Regions from separate parts of the Mus musculus genome. Here region 1 is linked to region 2. A link is a contact called in public HiChIP or PLAC-seq data. All regions are on one chromosome and are shown on one strand. Each heading gives the region's core, a stretch centred on a gene start, on an enhancer-like site or on the middle of the called end of the contact. The rest is flanking DNA. Distances are from core to core; before and after follow the strand shown.

Region 1 (3,802 bases), core at 1,100-3,599, 90 kb after region 2:
TTGTCTGCAAGGCTTAGCGAGGGAAGAGCAGCTCCGGCCTCTAGGGATACAGGATAGTCAGATCCCCGAGGGAGCCTCCTCTAGTTGCTTCACACCCTATACCCAAATCCCTGATCTCTGCCAGAAGCAAAGATCTACCAGGGATCTGCCTTTTCCCTGTTTGTGCGCGACACGCTGGAGGACTAGCTGGCTTCCAAAGCCAGACCCCACATGCACTATCCTCTGAGACCCCATTTCTCTGTACCCAGAGTGTGGAAGGCATATTTTACCTACTGCTCACTCATCGTCTTCTAGCCTGGACACCTAGAATAAACAGAAGCTAAAGTCCTGCGCTTTTCCCAGCCAGAGGAAATGAAAAGGGAGGAGGAGCCTGACTTGGAGGGGCGGGGCTCCGGGACCTCCGGCGCGTGTGGCCTAGAGCCCAGGCGCCAGGCTGAACTGCTGTTCTCAGCTCAGAATCCCGGGTGCCAGCTGGGCGCGGGCGGGTGGGCACGGGTAGGGCCATGTGCCAGACACACACAGAATGCCCTTTGAGGAGATGGCAGCTGTCGGCCCAGGCACCCCTCTGGTTGTTGTGGCCTTGTCTGCCCTCTCCTAGCAATACCTTGAGAACATGTATTCAAGAGGTACAGGGGCAACCCTGTTCAAAGTATCGAAGACCCCCTCATCAGTCCTGGAATCAAGACCTGGCTCTGGTGGCTGTCCTGATGTCCCTCTTTCTCAAATATCTTCCCTCATTGTTGAGTTCCTTCTCAGAATCTACCAGAGGGTTGAGGGGACTAAGGTTGCCCCCAAGACCTCAGGAGAAAAAAGTTGGGGGATCAGAGGCCACCCCTGAGCCTCTGAGGAAGTTAGAGACCCACCCTCACTCCATCTCCAGTCACCCGGCCCTCCAACCACTGTACATCTGGAAGACAAAAAAAAAAAAAAAAAAAAAAAAAAAGCTTGTCCCTGGGACGGAGCGCATCCTCTGCTCTCGCAGAAGAGCCAGGTTTGGTTTCCAGTACCCACATGGCTGCTGATAATTTCCATAACTCCAGTTCCAGGGGATCCCATGCTGTCTTCTGACCGCTGAGGGCAGCAGGCAGGTACATGGTATGCACACATGGATGCACAAACACTCACACACGCAAAATAAAATAAACCAGGCGAGGAGGACGGGGAAAAGGAGGGGGGAGTAGGAAGAAGAGGAGGAAAAAATGGAGGAGGAGGAAAGGAAGGTGGTGGTGGGGGTGGTGGTAGAGAAGGAGGAGAAGGAGGAGGAGGAGGGGGAAGAGGAGGAAGAGGAGGAGGAGGAGGAGGAGGCAGCAGCTTCGGGTCACAGCAGCCTTGTCCCCAAGTACTATATACTAGCTAGCTGAAGCTCTCGCCCTCTCGAGGTCCTCTCAGGAGGGAAGGCTGCTGCCAATCAGCTTTTCGGAACAGGTTCCCTTAGGAAAGCAGTAGGCTCCTAGACAAAGCAAAGCCATAGAATCCATCTCCCACTTGATGTAGGTTTGCACTCTCCTTCTCAGGCCGTGGCAGCCATTAATTACCCTGGGTCTGGCCTTACCCAGGAAGAGGTCCCATGGAGCAGTGACAGGTTATATGTGGTTGGGCAGCAGGACAGACCCCTGGGTCTTATGCCCTTGGTAGCTGATGGAGCTCAGAGCCTCAGTGTACTGAGAGGGAAGGTGAAAGAAGCGAGGGCGTGGCAGTCGGAAGACCGTGTGCCCACTGCTTGCAGGTGCATGTTTGGGCATCATACCAAGTGTGAAACAGCTGAAGAAATTAGGGGTGATTAACATGGAAGAAAGGAAGACCTGAAGGCCTGCTTGTCTTCCAGCCTTGGGCAGGAGGGCCCATTATGGGTCCCTCCCTAAAAGCCACTCTAGATTTTATTTTCAGGGGGATCCAGTGTTAATCAGGCTGCTTCCTGGGGGTCTGGGGCTCCCTGGGGGGATGGAGTGGGCTTTGGCGGAGACCTAAGCTCATTCTCAGCTGGGCTCGGAGGGCAGAGGAATTCTGGTGTAGTGCTAGGCTGATCTAAGATCGCCTTCAGCCAGTCTAAACTGCTCCCAAAGTAGGGTTGTAGGAGCCTTGGGACCCGCACTGAGGGACGTGATGTGAGGGGGTGGGGGTTCTGGATTCCAGAACCGGGTGGGCGGACCGGATGGGATTGTCTAATAATAAGTCTGGAGGTAGCCTTTGGAAGGACGTGCAAGGTGTGGGAACCCAGCCTCCTCGACCAGTTGTGCCGACAGAAAAAATCCCGGGGTCCCGGGTCCTTGCCTTTAACGCGGCCCGCGGCGGAGCAGGCGGGAGGGGGAGGGGCGGTGCGGGCAGCGCATGCGCGGCGCGGGGGGAGCGGCCGGACTGTCCGGTGGCGGCGGAAAGCAGCCGGCAGGACAGCGGAGAACGCCGGGACCCCGCGCCGGGGGCTGTGAGCGGCGCGGGCCCACCGAGCCCGAGCTAGCCCGCGCCGCTGCTGCAGGGCTCCGGGGGGGCGGCGGCCAAGATGACCGTGCCGGTGAGTGCTGACCGCCTGAGAACCCCGCGCCCCCTACCGCAGGCCTGGGCCATCGGGGGTCGCCGGAGGTTCTTTTCAGGCCGAGGTGGGGGTCAGGGTGGGGGCGCTGCCCCAGAGCCGGCTTCTCAGACCCGGCTTTTCCAGCCTCTTCCAGGACAGCGGACTAGGACGGGGGGGGGGGCGTACTGGCCCCGCGGGGAGCACCCCGGCACGGCTGGGTTGGGCAGGGGGTGTTTGGGAGCCTCTTGAGAGCCTCTGGGACTAGTGGGCCCGGTGGGGTCCGTGCTTTTTCCCTATCTCCTACCAGAGTGGTCAGGCCTACGGAGAAGAGGGCTCTGTCACTCCTTAGAAGCCCATGGCCAGGTCAGCTGCGCCGAATGAAGGGTGGGAAGGTCTCTACTGTTCCCCAGAAAACTCCCTAGGAGGGCTGCCCTATTGTGCTGTCGGGTCTCTACCCGGATGGCCAGGAGTGGGGCGGGGTCTGTTTTGTCCCCGGAGACACCCTTACCCCAGAATGGTTGGCTTGGCTGGCTGTTGGAAAATAGCGTACCTCCCCCCTACCTCTGGTTTGTACACTCACTTTGTGGGAAGTTTTGTTGGTCCATTGAACCCCAGGACCTTCCGACTAGCAGCTCCTTTCTGTAGGGGCTTCCCCGTTTGCTTGACATCCCATCCCGGTCCTCTGTCTTCCTGATCCACCAGGCAGACTTGAGCAGCCCTTGGGCCAGTCCTTAACACTTGGGTCTCCTCCTGAGGTCTCCATTGATTATTCTATGGACTCAGGTACAGGCATTAACCCACTTTACAGATGGACAAACAGAGGTGTGAAACCACACCTTCATCCTGTCAGCCCTGGAGTAATGGCCTACAGCCACCGTTTCTCTGCTGACTCAAGCATTTTTCCCGATGACAGGAAGGGGCAATGGACCAGAGCCATGCCTAGCCTGGCCTGGCCTTATGCTGGAACTGCTCTTCATCCACTCAGGGGACTGGGTTCTCTCCGTGATGCAGACAGTCAAGCGTCCTGGCAGGGCAAGTGGCCTCTTAATTAACCACCGTAGGGTACAGAGATTCCTGGAGAAGAGAGGGTTCTGTAAGCGCAAAGCATTGTTATTACAGAATTAGAGAGCTCAGCTCCTGCCCGCCCCTAGAAGCGGTAATGCTGAGTTACAGATGAAAAAATTAGGGCTTCCAGGCAGTGCTAATGGGAGCCCCCCACCCCCATCTCTTCTGGTTCAAAGCATAATTGTCTCATCTCTAGGAAGAGAGAGCAAGCCTGCCAAGCCTCTCTCC
Region 2 (3,894 bases), core at 1,202-3,701:
CATTAAATGCCTATATGAAAATGTAGAGTGTATTAACATACCACAGAAAATACAAGTTAAAAGCCAAGACATTTAGAGGCAGAGTTGAGGACCGGCCAAGTCCATAGAGCAAGTTCCATCTAGGACAACAAGGTGAGACTGTCGCAAAGCCTGTGTTGGCTTAGATCACTTCGCACATGTAGAGATCTACAGGACGGTCTTAATAAAGAACAAAATCAGCTGGATTACTGTTGCTTTGAGAAATCAGTAAATTTCTCATGAAATTATGAATTTCATAAATTTGTTTATAAATGTTAACATTTAACATGTCCCTGATTTTCTTTCTTTCTTTCTTTCTTTCTTTCTTTCTTTCTTTCTTTCTTTCTTTCTTTCTTCTCCTTCTCCTTCTCCTTCTCCTTCTCCTTCTCCTTCTCCTTCTCCTTCTCCTTCTCCTTCTCCTTCTCCTTCTCCTTCTCCTTCTCCTTCTCCTTCTCCTTCTCCTTCTCCTTCTCCTTCTCCTTCTCCTTCTCCTCCTTCTCCTTCTCCTTTCTTCTTCTTCTTCTTTTTTTTGATTTTTCAAGACAGGGTTTCTCTGTGTAGCCCTGGCTGTCCTGGAACTCACTCTGTAGACCAGGCTGGCCTTGAACTCAGAAATCCGCCTGCCTCTGCCTCCCGAGTGCTGGGACTAAAGGTGTGCACCACCACGCCTGGCTTGATTATTTTTCTTTTTTGAGATAGAATCTAATGTAGCCCAGGCTGACACTGAACTGAGTCTGGCCTGTTGCTTCCCAGGTGTAGGGATTACATTCATGTGATACTACTCTTGACTTTTTTGTTTGCTTTTTGAGACAGGGTTTGTCTGTAGCCCTGGCTGTCCTAGAACTCACTCTGTAGATCAGGCTGACCTCACTCAGAGGTCCACCTGCCTCTTTGCCTCCTGAGTCCTGGGATCAAAGGCGTGCTCTCTCTCTCCACTTTTGTAAATATTGAAGTACTCAGGGAGCCTGCATGTGTACAGTTTGTCAGAAGAGGGCAGCACCATCTGTCAAATAAAACAGGATAAAAGCACTTTCTTTTCATTAAGTACACACTCAACACATGCATCTTGTTTATAGTTCTTAGTAAAACATAGTCATTTAAAAACATTATATATTATTGAGATTTGTAACAGAACAAGTGAGTGTCTTCTCAAACTCCTTCCCCATAAAGAATACAAAAGCAGGCTGGAGAGATGGCTCAGCGTTTAAGAGCACTGACTGCTCTTCCAGAGGTCCTGACTTCAATTCCCAGCCACATAGTGGCTCACAGACGTCTGTAATGGGATCCAGTGCCCTTTTCTGGTGTGTCTGAAGACAGCTACAGTGTACTGATATACATAAAATAAATAAATCTTAAAAACAAACAAAGGAACAAACAAGAAGACTAGAAAAGCTTGCTAAGGCCCGTGGTGGCGGTCCACTCCTGTACACGAGCCCTTGGGAAGAGGAAGCAGGCCGATCAAAGCCAACCTGGAGCATGCATGTCTAATTGTTATATACAACCGTTATATTATATGTTACATATGTTATACATAGTATATATATTTAAACCTGTTAATAGTTGCTGTGTTGGCCAGACTTTGTTCATTTGGTTTTTTTGAGACAAGATTTTTTTAGGCTGGCCTCAAACTCAGATCCACCTTCCTCTGTCTCCCAAGCACCAGAAGTAAAGATGTGTGCCACCACTGCCAGGCTATTGGCAAGACTTTTTTTAAAAAAGCACATTATTTAAAATACCATAAAGAACTTTCTTGAAGGATCTTAGGAGATTTGAACTTTGACTACCCAGGCACAAACTTGGTGTTTGTCTTTGAGCATATCTTTTAATTTCTTGACATCTTTGTTTCTTTCCTTTTTTGTCATCACTGCATCTTTAAGAAGTATGAGAGAGCTAATGGGAGAAGTTTCTAAGTGTGAGAATGAGGGAATGTGAGCTTGAAGTTAGTCGTCTAGTTTCTCTGACTTTGTTGTCATGTTTTGTTTGTCTTTCCTCAGCGAGAGCTATGTAATTCTTTCAGCCTTGGGGAAGGGAGGAAGATGACCACTCTTACCCTTTTCTCTGGCACAGCCAGCTGACCCTGTGAGCTCAGATTTTCCTAAATGATTCACCTTTTGGAAAACTTCAGTCATGGGGAAGTTCCATCCAAATAAAGACTTTTCAGGAAGTTGAGTGAGTGAAAATGAAGTTAAAATGGAATTTCTATAGAAAAACAGGTGGATTAATTATTGCTAATAATAGCCTTTTCCTATCAGGAGTCCCTCTCATGCATGAGATGATGATAAGAACCATTCTCTTATTTAAAAGTACTGTGATAGCTAAATCCTTTACTGCTTCCTAAAAGTGAAGTTACTTTCTGGCCCCAGGGGAGGCTGAGCACAGGAGCGGGCCAACTTGGAGCTCTCTTTGAGAGCCTGTCTTGGAAAACAAAATAGCAGAAAGAATGGAGTTGCTCTGGGGATGTGACCAGCAGAGAGCAGTCTGCTGTTTCTTTGTGTCAGCTATCAGGGTCCTTAAGAAGTACCTCAGGCTACACAGTGTTTCCCGGTTGGTGCTGTAGACACTGGCAGGGAGATTAAGAACGGCATTCCCAATTGGTGTGTGTCATGGATTGTCGTGTTGCTTTTGTTGTTGCTGTGTTTCTGGACTCTGAGTTTCTAGTGGCAGAAGCCATATCGTGTTTCTTCATGTGTCCCGTTGCATCTGGAGTGCTTTCCAGAACTTGTTTACCTACGCGTCTATCAGTCTTGAGTCTTGTCAGCCCTGCTATAAAACAAGAGTAACAAAGGCAAACCTAAGTTCATGCTTGCTGCTTTCTTCCCTTTGTTACTTGGGCCACTTGTTGTTCATATCCTGGCATTCTTAAAGTTCAGCTGTGATAGTGACCCTTTGAAATTTGCTGTGTCAGTCAGGTATTGTGTGGCTCTCTGCTGAAGCTCATCCTTCAATTCTAGGCTTTTTATTGTTATATTTTTCCCTTTTCCTGAAGTGTGTATTATTTGAATTTAGACTAGGCTGTACTATAGTTGGGCAACAGCTGTTCCTCAGTAGCAGGCAGTCAAGTGTCTATTCCTTGGTAGTACTATGAACACTATGGGTTGGTTAGCACTTGGCCTTGTCCCTCAGCCCTCTGGCATATACAGCCTGTAAAGGTGGTTTTGCACTTAATTCCTTTAGTTTCAGGATGGGGCTTTATTCATCATGCCTGTCCTCCTTTGGAACTCATTTTCTCTGAATGTACTGGATCCCTCAGGATCAGCAGTGGTGGGACACGGCCCATGTTTTGATGTAAGAAAGGCTTTGTTGTTCCTAATGCAGACTTTGAGCTGGTTGTGGCTGCCTGCCTCCTCTCTTCCACCTTTGATCATTAAATTTAATTAGCCTTTCTAGGGTTCTGTAAAACAAATCAGCTTTCTTGTTGTCATCCATTCCACATGGCTACAAGCTCCAGAGATCAGAGGAAGCCGGTTAGTACTTCCAGACTTGCTGCTCTTTTTTTTGAGTCAGAATCTCATTTGCCTGAGGATGGCCTTGACCTCCTGCACTGCTGCTCACTGTCCTTGTGTGAAGATGTCGCAGGCATGTACTACCATGCCCAGCTGGTGTGTTGCCTTCTCAAAGTTATATGGACGTCTTTCTCTGTTGTTCCTCTACTTATTACTGTTGTGGAGTTGGCCGAATTTATTTGTCACTGTTAGTAGGACTTTTGCAGGAAGGAGACGGTAAAACTGTGTTAGTTCTTCATTAATCTCTCTAGTCTTCTCTACAAGACAAGGACGCCCAAAGGATCTATCCTGAGTCTGGTATTTGAGTTCAGCATTAATCCCAAAGATTTTGATGCAGGTTTACTTTGGGTATTGATTTAGCAGAATAACAGAT

What was found. HiChIP or PLAC-seq counts read pairs in DNA pulled down with a chosen protein or histone mark.
Region 1: an H3K27ac HiChIP or PLAC-seq map of extraembryonic endoderm stem cells shows a contact between it and region 2. The contact joins the promoter of Bcar1 here to the enhancer-like site in region 2. A contact is called at or near these places in 3 of 39 promoter capture datasets (embryonic stem cells and macrophages), 3 of 15 datasets of contacts at CTCF or cohesin (the NIH/3T3 cell line, embryonic stem cells and stem cell-derived epiblast-like cells), 21 of 484 Hi-C or Micro-C datasets (CD8 central memory T cells, the HL-1 cell line, LSK cells and 11 more), 31 of 115 datasets of contacts at active chromatin or transcription factors (the HL-1 cell line, bone marrow-derived macrophages, cardiomyocytes and 17 more) and 6 of 9 other capture datasets (adipose tissue, bone marrow-derived macrophages, embryonic stem cells and 3 more).

What each region holds. Positions count from the first base shown.
Region 1 is chr8:111,742,396-111,746,197 of GRCm38.p6, reverse strand. It overlaps Bcar1 (breast cancer anti-estrogen resistance 1), which reads left to right and starts at 2,349. Exons shown (of 7, transcript NM_009954.3): 1 at 2,349-2,509. The coding sequence starts at 2,498. Gm51589 (a long non-coding RNA gene) reads right to left here. Exons shown (of 3, transcript XR_003947596.1): 2 at 3,090-3,583.
Region 2 is chr8:111,832,843-111,836,736 of GRCm38.p6, reverse strand. All of the region lies in intron 4 of Cfdp1 (craniofacial development protein 1), which reads left to right. Among named protein-coding and RNA genes, the nearest start is that of Cfdp1, 20 kb to the left of the region's middle. Within about 2 kb of position 2,451, at least 23 of the 459 cell types and tissues checked have an H3K27ac peak or open chromatin away from gene starts, as enhancers often do. A contact at or near this core is called in adipose tissue, differentiating embryonic stem cells, extraembryonic endoderm stem cells and 4 more, where this site is marked.